3 separate regions of the Gossypium hirsutum genome follow, and regions 2 and 3 are each linked to region 1. Evidence: chromatin contacts called from public Hi-C data. All regions are on one chromosome and are shown on one strand. The core of a region is the stretch at or near the end of the contact, and the rest is flanking DNA. Distances in the headings are between cores, read along the strand shown. Region 1 holds the start of LOC107948147 (ribosomal RNA small subunit methyltransferase nep-1). Region 2 holds the start of LOC107945907 (serine/arginine-rich splicing factor RS31). Region 3 holds the start of LOC107945903 (cytochrome P450 78A9).

Evidence for each region. A called contact is a pair of places that touch in the nucleus more often than the background predicts.
Region 2: a Hi-C map of leaf shows a contact between it and region 1, with 4 times the contacts expected there. The contact joins the promoter of LOC107945907 here to the promoter of LOC107948147 in region 1. A contact is called at or near these places in 13 of 34 Hi-C or Micro-C datasets (callus, hypocotyl, leaf and 1 more).
Region 3: a Hi-C map of leaf shows a contact between it and region 1, with 2.0 times the contacts expected there. The contact joins the promoter of LOC107945903 here to the promoter of LOC107948147 in region 1. A contact is called at or near these places in 8 of 34 Hi-C or Micro-C datasets (callus, hypocotyl and leaf).

What each region holds. Positions count from the first base shown.
Region 1 is chrD12:41,599,587-41,604,438 of Gossypium_hirsutum_v2.1, reverse strand. LOC107948147 (ribosomal RNA small subunit methyltransferase nep-1) reads left to right here and starts at 2,344. Exons shown (of 8, transcript XM_016882616.2): 1 at 2,344-2,751; 2 at 3,267-3,590; 3 at 3,737-3,829; 4 at 3,974-4,118; 5 at 4,211-4,321; 6 at 4,408-4,490; 7 at 4,570-4,627. The coding sequence starts at 3,291. It also overlaps the pseudogene LOC107942876.
Region 2 is chrD12:41,423,046-41,427,897 of Gossypium_hirsutum_v2.1, reverse strand. LOC107945907 (serine/arginine-rich splicing factor RS31) reads left to right here and starts at 1,840. Exons shown (of 6, transcript XM_016880057.2): 1 at 1,840-1,935; 2 at 2,092-2,243; 3 at 3,277-3,389; 4 at 3,475-3,704; 5 at 3,792-4,067; 6 at 4,154-4,306. The coding sequence starts at 2,138. The coding sequence ends at 4,184. It overlaps LOC107945908 (calcium-binding protein KIC), which reads right to left and starts at 4,778. Exons shown (of 1, transcript XM_016880060.2): 1 at 4,296-4,778. The coding sequence starts at 4,778. The coding sequence ends at 4,407.
Region 3 is chrD12:41,471,445-41,476,296 of Gossypium_hirsutum_v2.1, reverse strand. LOC107945903 (cytochrome P450 78A9) reads right to left here and starts at 2,763. Exons shown (of 2, transcript XM_016880053.2): 1 at 1,676-2,763; 2 at 648-1,595. The coding sequence starts at 2,653. The coding sequence ends at 972.

The DNA.
Region 1 (4,852 bases), core at 1,095-3,594:
CTTGACCGAGATGTAGACCTTAGACGTAACTTTTTGCTTGCTTGGTTGTCATCTATATCCATAGCATCTCCATCATCACCGTCTCTCCTATCAACTGATCGCTCCCTTTTCCGGCCTCTTGACTTGCTACGAGCACGATTAATTGCAAGAGAGGGATCCAGCCCCAAAGAAGATAGCTGCCAGCCCATCCTCTCTGTTGTGAACTTCCTATCCGTGTCAAACTTTCTTGGTACAACAGGCCGACTTTCTGCAGTGCTTTTCTTCATCCTATGCTGTTGAATAAGCAAGCTCTTCTTTTTCCTGATCTCAGCCAGTGCTTCTTGCTCTTCCGGGGATAAATCTTGGCCATCCATCTCAAAGTCATCACCTTCCTCCTCTTCTTGTCAAAGACCCTCTTCATGCTCCAACTCTTCAAGCCTTAACAAGATATCAGGGTCGATGAAATCGTACACATTGTGACCATCAAGAATTTCAGGCATTATGTCCTCTTTCCATTCATCATTTGACAATATATAGTTCTTCCTCAAACTAGCAGAATACACACCAGCACCACCATTCTCATCCTCCAAATCCTTTTCAGTTTTCCTCTTTTCTTTCTCTGCTGCTTGCTTGGCTTTAGTTTCCAAAACTGCCTGGGGTATGCAAGCTGGCCGTTCCTTTTGATCACGTGGCTTTGGTAATGCAACACAAAACCTATTAAGGCAGTCATTTATTTTTTTCGATTTCATCTTCAACTCTACCCTCTGATTCAGTAACCTTTCACAAGCTGCATTCTTCACAGCAATCACTCCATCCTCAGTCAAAGTGCTCATAATCAATAGCACCCCTTCTTCATTTGTAGGCTCACCTCCTTTGACCAATCACAGTCTTCATGGCTTCACCTTTCATCTCCATGACCAATTTCCTGTCTGCCTCAGATATGCCATCCAATGGCTGCAAATCAGTCTTATTGCAAACAATGATCAAGGGTTTGTTCATAAAGAGAGATTTAATGCTGTGAAAAAGAGCTGCTTGCTGGGAAATGCTGTACCCACATGACCCAGATATATCCAAAAAGAACAACACTGCAGCTCGTAGGTGAGCCAATGCTGTAATGCTGCACATCTCAATAATATTTCGATCTTCAAATGGCCTGTCCAAAATTCCAGGTGTATCAATTACTTGATATCTAAGGTACTTGTAATCTGTATGACCCACAAAGAGTGACTTGGTAGTGAAAGCATAAGGTTGGACATCCACATCAGCCCTCGTGATTTTGTTCATAAATGAACTCTTACCAACATTAGGGTACCCACAAATCAACATGGTTCGAGTATTAGGATCAATAGATGGCAACCTTGCCATATGTTGCCTAATCTGCTCAAGGTAGGCTAGACTAGGACCAATCCTCTTTATGACAGTACACATACGACCAAGTGCAGCAACCTTTAGCGACTTGCACCGACATAGCAAGTCACCATACTTTAATAGCTTGACATAATCTTTAGCAATCTTGCTAATGAGATTCCTAGCAGTATTTATCTGGCCAAGAGCAAGCTTGTAGTGATCCTTGTTATAGAGAACATGAAGAAGATCACCATAAAATGGATTGGATATCATCAAGGCAAGGGAACTCATCAATTATTGTCGAAAGCTTCTCATGAAAATTCTGCTGGGTGTATTTAACTTTACGCATATAGAACTGGCGGAGACGGGAAATCGCATACCCTTTGTGGACAACAGTTGGAGTTTGCCGTTGGGTACGTGAGAGAATAATGTCTATGAAGTCCTTCCCATTTGGTACAACAGTGATTTTCTTGAAGTTATTTTGAACCATTTTTACTATTGACCTGCAGCAAAACAAAGACGAGTTAGGTTAAATGAAAAGGACTTTAACAACAATTTGAAATCGTTGCTTAATAGACATCTGATTAAGAGTTAGTTTTCCGCCAATTAAATCAAACACAGATATGTTCATGAGATTATTTTCCTTAGATTCAAGAAAAAAAACCCTAAGCAAATTTAAAAGAAAAGTCACAAACAGATTCAATTTTCTAGAAAAATAATATAAAAGCCCTCAACAAAAACCCACACAGGTTAATAGGTATACAAATAAACTGAGATATGATATTCAATAAAATAAGACAACTTGTAGTAGAGGCTTAGAAATTAACAATAAAATACAGTAATCAGAACTGAAAACAGGAAGAACGCTCACAGGTTTCAGTTTAGTACCTCTTTTTCCTTCAAACCAAACAGAAATGGAGTTCACAAGCTCCTGCTCAGCCAAAGAGAAGAGTAAGAGGGAGGCGCACTAGAGTTTTAGTTTTTATAGCCGACTAAAGCCCGTGAAATGAACGGGAGTATGTTTATATCATATTAAATTTATGGCTTAATGTACACTTTAGTCCCTAATGTGTACCTTTTTTCACTTTGATCCTTAAAGTTTCTTTTTGGCACACTTTAGCGAAAACAATCAATGGCGGTGATAATTTGATTAGGATTTTTAAATAAAAAATTAAGATTGAGTTTTAACTTTTTAAATATAGGAGCTAAATCTCAACTTCTGTATAAAAACAGGGACTAATAAGACATTTAACCAAAATAAAATTTTGAACAAATTAAAACTAAAGTCAGAAACCTTCTAGGGTTCTCTTCTTCTACCTAATTCACTCTTTTTCTCACAGCCGTCGCTTAAACAGAACCCATCGCCGTCCTTGAACGCCTCCCCCGTCCGTCGATCGGTTTACGCCCTCTTCGCCGCCGCCCACTGTAAGTTGTTCGTGACTTCTCTTTTATGATTTTTTCCCATTCTTTTCTGCTTTGTTTTATTTGTTCACACGGCTATTGACGTCTTTCGCGGTGGTGGAAGGCGCCGCCACCGCAAGAAAAAGCGGCCAACACACCGCTACGCACCACTATGTGAACTCTGATCATTATACCCTCTTGAGTTTTTTTTTTTGTTTATTAAATTTAATTGATATAAATTTTGTCTTGTATATGCAAAAGCTTAATTTCCAGTTCAAACTGGAGTTTGAGTATTGGAAAATTAGTATACGATACTCATCAAGCATGGATTGTTTCTCGAGCATAGAGCTTGAACCGAATTTCGAGTAGCTAACTTTGAATAGGAGTTGTGCTATTTGTTTTTTAAATTCAATTGTTGTCCTAATCTAATGTGGCATTGGGTTCTTAAAATAGCAATGAAAGTAATTCCACTAAAAAAGCTTATTATTTTCTTAATCTAATGTAGTGCTATCTTTTACTATGTTGCTTCTTATTTAAAGGATAAAATATTTCAAGCCGATAAAATGGTACGACCGTATGCTATTAAAGGGAAGAAACGGAAGAATAGAGGCGAGAAGTATGATAAAGAAGAACAAGAACATGAAGAACAAGTAGTAGAAGAAGAAGAGAGAGAACCAGCAAAACAAGCTGCTATTGAAAAGCCAACAGAGGAAGTCGAAGGTAAAGAAGAAGAGGAAGGAGGTGAAGCTGGAACAGATGAACTTGAGGGAATCCCAATTGCCCCCTCTGATAAAAAGAATAACAAAAATGGGGTAATTTTTGTTCTTGAGAAGGCTTCATTGGAAGTTGCTAAAGTTGGAAAGGTATATGGAACTTGGACTTCGTAATGTGCTTACTGCTTCTGTTATCGTTTACGAGTATGAGTTTTTGTAGTTTTTAATTGATAATTTTCATTAAAGAAGTTTGGTTTTCAACTGTAATTTATCTTGTTGGTTGTAAATTGTTACAGAGTTTTCAACTCTTGAACTCAGATGATCATGCCAATTTCTTGCGGAAAAATAACAAGAATCCTGCTGATTACAGACCTGACATAACACATCAGGTTATTTTCCTCCTTTTTTGTTATTTATTGCTATCTTTATATTTCTTTTGTTAAAACTATGATGAATTAATTGATACTGCATTCTTGATCCTCTTTTGTTAAAACTATGATGAACTAACTGCTATTTTTGTCATTTCCCTATAGGCTCTACTGTCGATTCTAGATAGTCCAGTCAATAAAGCTGGGAGATTGCAAGCTGTGTATGTTAGAACTGAGAAAGGTGTACTTTTTGAAGTTAAACCTCATGTTAGAATTCCGAGAACATATAAGCGGTTCTCTGGTATTATGTGTAAGTTATCATGGCTGAGATTATGTCTCTTCTGCTGCATTTTGAAACTCTTACTAGTCTGTTTCTTATTGACCTATTTAACAATCATGCAGTGCAACTGCTACAAAAACTAAATATAACTGCCGTCGGCAAGCGTGAAAAGCTTTTACGAGTGATAAAGAATCCCGTAACCAATTACTTTCCTGTCAACTCTCGCAAAATAGGTGGGTTTGACTTTGATTGTTGTTTCTCGTGTTGTCTGTAAAAATCCGTTGTTTCCGGTACTCAAGTTCTTTTTCTTGCACATCAGGTTTCTCATATAGCTCAGACAAATTAGCTAAAATGAGGAAATACGTAGATGCTGTTGGTGATGATGGGAATCTTGTTTTTGTGGTAAGTCTTGTGCGACATAGGATCCTTCTCTCTTTATTTATAATCGCTTCCTTATCCTATCTCTGTGCATTTTTTTCAGGTGGGTGCAATGGCCCATGGGAAAATAGAGGTAGATTATATAGATGATTTTATAGCGAGTAAGTTCCACATTTCTTATCTGTATGCTTGTTAGATTGTTTTGCGAAAATTTCAAGGATATTGATTAGTAACCCTCAAATCCCATAAGAACCATTGAATTGAGCAAGCTAAGGCAATAAGATAGACGAAAGCTAAATTACCAATGCTTACTTATATTGGATATAGATAGAGGTGTATGATTCTCCAAGAATATGCACTTGCTGGAACCATACTTGTAGTTGACG
Region 2 (4,852 bases), core at 591-3,090, 180 kb after region 1:
GGCTGGCTGGGTAATATAAGCCAAATCGAACCTCGTTTCTGCTATCTAGGTTGGCCAATCTATTTGCCGATCTAGGTACAAAAGCAAAGTCCAAATAGTCAAAGTATCGAGCAAAAGAACGAGCCTCGGAAATTAAATAGCACCCTTGTCGCTCGACCGCCCATCACCATGCCGTCTGCATCTCTAGCCATGACTCCCAAGCCTGCGGCTTGCTCATCCACATCCATAGCAGCACCGGCATTTACCATAACTTAGCGCTCCGATGGTGGGTACCATCTTACCTTCCACAATTGCCTAGGTGGAATTGAGTAGGTTGGGCTGATTTCAATTCAGATCAATATGTGTTAGGTAAATTTAGGTTCTAAATTTTATTTTATTTTTTTGTATAATTTCGGGTTTGAATCATTTAATGTTTGATTTAGTTCATGTCATTCAGGTTAGTTGGTCGGGTTATTTTGGCCCAATCATTTCAAGTTGCTTAATTTCGGTTTGGAGCTTGAGTTCGGGTTAATTGTTCAAAATATTATAGATTTTGCTCATTCTGAATTTTGGTTATTTTGACTCGAATCATTTTCAAGTTTGAAGTTTAAGTTGTTTACTTCTTATAATCAAATCAAATTGAATTAATTTAAATTCGGGTTAACCAGATTATATTTTCAAACAAGAGAATTGTACTCAATATTATCATTAAAACATCATGAAATAATACAAAAGCAACATATAAAAGAGAATGATTAATTACTATATTATTTTTCAATAATTTATCAAAATTAATATATTAAATGTCGAATAATAAATAAATAATCTTTTGTTTAGGGTAGTTTGTTAAGCATTTATATGGGCCAAGTAATTTCCTTATGGCCCAATAGGTTCTTTATTTATAGGCCTGAAAACCAGCCTACTTTTTAGGCCTTCCATAGGCCCATTGAAACTTGACCATGGAAACGTCAACCCTAAATTTACCTTTTTTTAGGGCTTGGTTAAAATATGCTTAAAGTCCCTATATTTTCTTACATTTAAAATGTATTCTATCTATTTTAATTATTATAAATCTAATCCTTTAATTTTTGTATTTCAAAATTCCAACAGCAATTGTTAACATCTTAAAATTTCTCTTAAATTTACTAGTGTGATATTTTAAAATAAAAAAGTAAGACATATTGCGATAAAAGTATCGTGGAACCACTATACTAGGAGTTAGATTGCATTTTGCCCCTCTTTACTCAAGAAATGAACAAATTAATCTGTATAGATTGGATCAAAGAGCAAACCGATCTTTTCCATTAAAAATCTCATCCATTTCTTATGTTAAAAATTGGGTTAGCTAACGAAATAACTAAACAGTTATACATAGGTGTCACGTGTACATCATGCTGACGTACATAGAGCAGTTTTTAATACTAAGGGAATGGTATTTTTAATAGAAGGACCCAATTTGGTCATTGAACTAACATACAGGGAATGATTTGTCAATTTTTTTAGTAGTGGGGTAAAATACAATCTGACTCCTATTACGAGAGCATCAATGGTAAATGAGTAGTCAGGGGGTTGGCAGGGCCCGGCCCCCCTAAAATGAAAAAATTTTCATTTAGGCTTTTTAATTTTTTTTAAATTTTAAATTAGTAAAAGTAAAAGTAAAACTACACTTTGGTCTCCCTAAAAATGATAAAAATTTGATTTAATCCTTTAAAAATTAAAAAGATATAGCTATTCAAATGGTGAAATTGCATATTGTAAAAATTAAAATTTAAAAGAAACAATAGATTAGATTCCAAATGTACTTACTTGTAAAACATTTTAACCTTAGGGCATATATGTGTAATTTACACTATTAATTTCCTTTGTCCCTTTCATTACCCACAAATTCCAAACACGCTTTCTCTCTATTTAGGGTTTTCGGTTAGGGCTTAATGACATTTATCGCTTCATCACAAGGTACTCTCCATACCCTTTTTTTCCCCTTCCCGTTATCTTGTCTTGTCTGTTTGGTTCCTGAGAAAACGAAAGAAAACGCAACGGTCTGTTTTTAAAGACAAAACAGTAGTGGTAATTTGATTTCCCCCCCTCCCCCCCTCTTAATTCTTGCTTTAGGTATCTGTTAAAGGATAAAGGTGCGATTCTTTTGGTGAAAAAAACAATGAGGCCTGTGTTTGTGGGGAACTTCGAGTACGAGACTCGGCAATCAGAGCTGGAGCGTTTGTTTTCAAAATACGGGAGGATCGAACGGGTTGATATGAAATCTGGTAATATATATGAAAACAATGAATGTTACCCTGTTTTTGGGATTATGATTTTAATGTTATTAGCTAAATGAATATAATATTGCTTTTATTTTAGATTGTGGGTTAACTGGGTTTAAGCCTTTCTGAATCTAAAATGCTTTCTTTTTTTGGTTTGGTTCATTGTCGCCTTTATATATTTTGTTGATAGTTGGCTGATCATAACACATTTATTACATTGCTTCTTATGTTAACTATGTATATACTTGTACATGTATGCGTGTATATACATAACCGTTCTGTATTATTTGGAAATGATGGAGTTGCTCCAGTGGAGTTTCTCTTATAATGAAACCCGGTGGAGCGATTTGTCGAGTAAGAATCCGGCATATATCCTTACACAAGGATGCGTTATGCACTTACCTTGCTTTGGGATTGAATGTCATGTCAGCATCTAGAGGGGGTCTGTAAATGTGATCACAGCAGGTTTTCAATTTTATTGGAGCAAACCTCCGGTTTAAGTCTTTGTTTTGACGCAGGAACTTATACTAACGGAAAACGAGCTTCTATCGGGGCTCGCCATCTTTCTGCAAAAAAAACTTCTATTGCAATGGAAATATTCATGCCTTCCTGTTCTCCTGCCACTCACACAGATGGCATCATCCTGCATTTTCTTCACTCGATCATGTTACTTCTCACACTTCCTCACTGGCTGGTGGGGGACCTTATCAAATTATCATGCCATGCTCTTCCATTTCTGAACTTCCTGCTGTCTGAATGGCCAACCATGCTTTGCAAATGATGTCTCAGACCTGAATAACTTGGAATTTTAACCTTTAATATGTCACCATCTTGATTTAAGTTCATCATGCAACGCTTCTACATCCTTATGTGCATCAGCCCCTTCCTTCACATGTATGCAGGTTTCGTATATTTTTCTTAGTTCTTGAAGGGATAAAGAAATTCTGTGATTTAGTTAATGTACCACTAATTGTGCAGGTATAGGATGATTATACAACCTGTCACTTTTGCCACTAATTATAAGTTTATGTTGCAGGATTTGCCTTTGTTTATTACGAGGATGAACGTGATGCTGAAGATGCTATTCGTGAACTTGATAATATTCCTTTTGGTTATGACCGACGGCGACTGTCTGTGGAGTGGGCTAAGGTGTGTTATTGTTCTTTCTGCTGTTGCTTGTTTGGAGTTTTAACGGGAATGAAAGCGGTAATTTCTGATTTTTAATATTTGTCAGGGTGAACGTGGTCGACGTGTTGATGGTTCTAGGTCAGTGACAAATCATAGACCCACCAAAACCTTGTTTGTTATCAACTTTGATCCAATCCGTACTAGGGAACGAGATATTCTAAGGCACTTTGAGCCATATGGGAAGGTTCTTCATGTTCGCATTAGGCGAAACTTTGCGTTTGTTCAGTTTGCAACACAAGACGATGCTACCAAAGCTCTCGAGGCTACACAAAGGAGGTAGAAATAATTAAATATACCTTTTCCTTTTTACTCGTCTTTGTGGTCATTGCCATTGCTCCTAAAGTACTACATATGCCTTTACAGCAAGTTACTAGACAGAGTCGTGTCTGTTGAATATGCTTTAAGGGATGATGATGAGAGGGATAACAGATCTGATAGTCCTAAAAGAGGAGGTTACGATAGACGTGGAGATAGTCCATATGGGAGGTCCCGAAGTCCTGTGTACCATAGGCGACAAAGTCCTGATTATGGTAGAGCTCGTAGTCCTGTTTATGAACGCTATAATGGTCCTGTTTATGACAGACGCAAAAGTCCTGATTACGGGAGGCATAGGAGTCCTGAATATGGCAGATACCGCAGGTAATGATTAAGGCCGTTTATTTTTCATTTCTTGTTCTTTTACATAATGTTTTGAAAGATTGTTTTTTTTTTCGTTGAATCTACAGCCGATCACCTGTTCGAAGGTCCCGAACATAGAAGGGCATCAGATTAACGGTGAAAAGTATTTCATAGCTCTATGCTTAGCTTTCTATGTATTTTGGTATGTACTTTAAGAACCTATTGTTCATGTTAATATATGTACTTGGCTTGGATTAAAATGATGCTTTGTCCATTAATTAACAAATCAACTTGTAGTACAATAACATAAACTAAATCCATACAAACACACACCATTAAAATACCAAAAGAAGGAGAAGATCAAGCTGAGGTTTTTTTCCTTAACTCTTGATCAATCGCTTTCTCCAGCCACGTCTCGGCATCTTCCATCATTCCGGGGCTAAGCCTAACCATAAGGATACAGAACTCGGTCTGGTTCAATGCGCCATCTCCATCAAGATCACCTTCTTTAACCATATCCCAAGCTTCTTCTTCGCTCATCCCTTCCATACCTAAAAGTGCAGAGTTCTTCTTCAAACTCTCGGCTGTTATCAACCCTCGATCTTCATCTGCTAGTAGACGAAACCCACCGCATAACTCGGAAACAAACGCTTCCACGTCAAGCTTTTCGGCCATCACAGGTAACAAATCTTCATACTCGTTCTTCGTCGTTGTTCTTCCCTTGTTTTCCATTTATTGCTGAAATGGTTACACCAACATGAATTGGGGGGGGGGGTTATAAGGGTTTCACCATTGATAATGATGAT
Region 3 (4,852 bases), core at 1,514-4,013, 130 kb after region 1:
ACACCCACTAAAATGAAAAATTTTCTATATGGTCATTTTAAAATTTTAAATTAGTAAAGGTAAAATTATACTTTAGCCCCTTCAAAAATATAAAAAATTTATTTAATCCTTTAAAAAATGTAAAGATAAAGTCTATCAAAATGGTGGAATTGCATTTTTTATCGTAAAAATTATAATTTAATTTCGACTAGTTTTGTCCCTAGTTCGAACGTACTATTGATAAAGAGCTAAAAATATACTAAAAAGTGGGATGAGGTAGAAATGTTATCAATTTCATAGAGGGTTGAGTTGTCACTTATTAACCAATAAATGGTTGAAAGAAGTAGAAATGGTATTCTTTCCAAAGCATTTAGACCAAAAGAAAAATTTATGGAGTTAAGTGACCAAAATAAAAACACACTAATAATTAAGTGACTATTATTAAAGTCTACCCTAAAATGTAATATAAATCAATTATAGTTGTTATATGGGAGAAGTAAAGAAAGTTAAAAGTAGACGGATTAAATTGTAAAAATTCAAAGAGTACAAAAACAAAAAATGTAATTAGACAAAAGAAATATGTTGATAAAACAAACTTGTGAATTAAATTGTTAATGGGGAATATTTAAGGGAGGTTGGACCTAAAATATATTGTAGCATAAATTGACTTTTAAATTTATGATGAATTTCAACATCATATCTAGTATTATTAGCACGTGCTTTCAAGTAATTATATAATGGCTTTAACATTGTGGAACTATATATTTACACATCAATTTTATTTCTAAAACAAGAATCGATTAAAGCTTATTCCCACATCCATTCATGCATGCATCTTTTTTACCACGTTAGTGGAAATGATTAAGGCATGGGAACTTTGTATTATAGACTTCCATCACTTGTATTTACAGTACAGCGGTTAAGCAAAGATAAATTTTGTTTATGTCATTCTTCTCCGATACTGCACTGATCATTTCTTTATTGTGATAGGCTTAGGTTAACTTACGCCTAGGGCGAATTTTAACCTTCAAAGCATTTGCCATTTCACAAGATAGTTTTAGAACCTCTGATAAGTCAACGGAATTCTGATCCGACGGTAGCCATTCAAACTCATGCAAAAGGGTCGCCACCCAAAAGCTGACGGTGGTCAACCCCAAGTTCTTTCCGGGGCATGTTCGCCTACCCGACCCGAATGGAGCCAACCTAAGATCCGAACCCAGTACGGAAAACTCCACCTTACCCGTTTTAGCCACGAATCTATCGGGCACAAACACAGTCGGGTCTGCCCACTCTTGTGGGTCCCTTGCTATAGCCCACATGTTCACCATTGCCATGGTCCCTTTTGGCACATGATACCCATCAACGGTTGTATCAGTAATAGCTAAGCGAGCCCATGATAGTAACGGACCAGGTGGATGTAACCTTAGAACCTCCTTGATCACAGCCATTAGATAAATCAAGTTCATCACATCAGACTCATCAACGGCTCTTGATCTACCAACAACCTTATCAAGCTCATCATGAACCCTTGCTTGTACATCAGGGTGAACCACAATCCTAGCCAATATCCACTCAATCAACACTGCCACTGTATCAGTTCCCCTGAATATCATTTCCTACCAAAAAAAAAAGAATAATTATTAGAAGGGACTAAAATTGAAATGATCCCATTAACTTGCACTATTCGATAGCTTACCCACAGAACGGCGATCATGTCGGAATCGGATAATTTATCGGCACCTTGAAGAGACAGCAACACGTCGACCAAGTCACAAGCTTCCTCGTTAGTTCGAGCTCGGTGTTGGGCTATAATTCGACCGACAAAGCCACTAACTTTAGGTACAAGGTTCGAGCATCGAACCCTGATATTTTGAGGATCAAATTGTGCTAACCATGGCAAATGATCAGACCAATTCAATGTCCCCAACAAATCATACCCTTCATCAACCAAACCTCTAAGTTCATCAACTTCATTGTTATCACAATCCAACTTATATTTCCGACCAAATATCGACACCATCATGTTATTCAACGAAGCACGTTTCACCACTTCCCGTACGATGAAGCTTCGTTCATGGCCGTGACGACCGAATAAGTTCACCAGTTCATCAGCAATGAACCGTCTCTGTTCTTCGGAATTCTTTATTTGTTTAGGACAAAACAGGTGAGTAGCCGCAATTCTCCTCAGTGTTCGCCAATAGACACCATAAGGAGCAAACCCAATTGCTCTGTTAAACATCAACCTATAAGCCGATTCTTTCACCGGCCGATCAGCAAACACAGAGCTATTAAGAATCTCTTTAGCCACCTCCGGGTTACACGTAACGATAACACGGGTATCACCGAGGCTAAAAGCCATAAGTCTCTTGGCTTTACATGTTTCGGCTATGGTAGCAATCCGATGATGAGCTAAAGAGCTAGCCATCATGTTCATGCTACCGATTAAAGGCAACCCTCTTGGTCCTGGTATTGGCTTATTAGTGATAGTGATAGCACACTTTTTGAACCTATATTTGCCCCAAGCTGGACCACCAGGGTGAACCCAATACACTACGGTCATAACCAGCCAAGCTAAAGCTATGATCAAAATTGGCCATGCAGTGTTCTGTTGAGAAAAAGCTTTGCATTTAGATGCGAGGGCAAAGAGCCAAACACTCTCTATGTCACTTCCCATGGTGGTGTTGGGTGGCTTAGCTTATAAAAGTACTGCAATTGTTCAAACAAAGTGGAAGAGACTAGAAGAGCACACTGAAAAAGAACTGGGGGTTTTTTATTTTGGGGCGTAAAATGAATGCGTGTGTATGCTATTTATATAGGCGCCGTAGTGACTAGAAAGTAGGGTTAATTATAATATAAGTACCCAACGTATCGGTATTGTAATAATTAGGTCTTTTTCGCCTACATAGCTTTTAGTTTATGAGTTAAATGATAATTTGGATATCATATAAAGTGGTAAAAGTACCATGAAGGCTCTGTAGTAGGATTTAGATTATATTTTATCCTATTTTACTTGAAAAATGAGTAAACTAGTCTATTTATGTTAAATCAAAGAGAAAAAAAATCATTTCTGTTAAAAATTTCATCAATTTTTACTATTAAAAATTGGCGTAGCAAACGGAATAAACAGATGGTTACATGTGGCGTGCCTCGTGTACCTCATTCTAATGTACAGTGACCAATTTTTAACAATAGAAATAGATGAAATTTTTAACAGAGGGATCGGTTCGGTCTTTGATCTAATTACAAGGACTAATTTGAATAGAGGGAGCAAAATGCAATTTGACTTCTAATATGAGTACGTCCATGGTGTTTTTACTTATATAAAGCATATTTTAAACATGTGGTTCAAATGACATATGTGTATATCTACCGTATAAACAATTGAGATTTAATTAAAAAAACAATGCCATATACGTTAAGATGCCTATTTCTTTTTATTTTTATAACATACTAGATCCAAATCGGCCATGTTGTAATCGCACGCATTTATAATTTGACTTACGTATTTAAATATACTTCTTTTCAAAATTGGGTTGGGGTTTAACGCACAAGCTAACGGTTATACAACTTTTGAAAAATCAATCAGAATGTTTAAGTTAAGAGATTAATTTAAATTTTAGGTGATAGTATAAAGATATGTGATGCAATGAAACTTCAAAATATCTATTTAGAAAAATAATTTTACAACTAAGACATGAAAAACTCGAATATAATTAAATTCAAAAAAGATGGATTTGATAATGACCAAATTTTAAATTAAACTGGTGAGGTATGATTGTGGGGGGACACACAATGTAGGTCTAAGTCAGTCCATGAAAGTTGGATTGAACTTCACTCTTTGTTTATGAAAGCTTAATTAAATCTTAATTTCGAGTGTGAACGGACACTATTTTCTAAGCATGATCATGACACACCAATATAATTAGCAAAATTTAGTTAGGGAAGAGCGTATTTCCTCGTACAAATTAATAACAGAAACTATTTTATTATTTAAATAATAATAATTTTTTGAAAAAAGCTTTTTCCTTTCATTTTGGGAGGATGGGTAATTAGGAAATTCTTGAAATAATTATTATTTTGTTTAAAAAACTATAAAGAATGAGACGAGGTGCACGCGTGGACGTATGTTGTCGGGTGGGTAGCACATTTAAAATTTTTATATTAAGAAATAAAAATACATAAATTTCGAAAGTTGAATGAGTAAACAAACCATTAGCTGAATTACACGTATTTTCTATTACATTGCGTGCATCTGTTAGTTAAATGTTTTGAGAGAAGTTGATTTGGATTGTTTTGGGTTAAAAAAGTTTGTCTTTTTTTAATTTTAAAAATTTTAGATTTAACTCTTAATATTATTAAAATTGTTTTGTTCATTACAACATTATTTTTTTAGTTAGATAACTTTCAAGTGAGTATTTTTTATTTTAAAATGTCACGTCAATAAAATTAAAAAAAATAAAATTAATACTGTTAACATTTGAACTTGAATTTTAAAATTTAAAAAAAATTAAATTCTTAAAAGTAAAAATATGGTAATTAAATTCTAATTTTACGAAGAGTCTAGGGACTCATAAATTTTTTTATAAAACATAGATTTGTTGAGAAAATTTTAAATTTTAAATTATTGATTATTTTTTATTATTTGTTGTCAATTGAACACATTGGAAATTTGAATGTTATTGTTATGCGACTAATTTTGAATTTAAAATTAATTTCTCAAGGAAACGTGGGTTACTAGTGGATTGGATTATGTTGGGTCAAACTGGATCTAGTCTCTACTCTCTATATCTACTTGTCATTGTTTATATCTATATGAGAAAATAGTTTATTTTTGTGAGTTGATTTCTCGGGTTTTAGTTAGAGAGCTAAATCA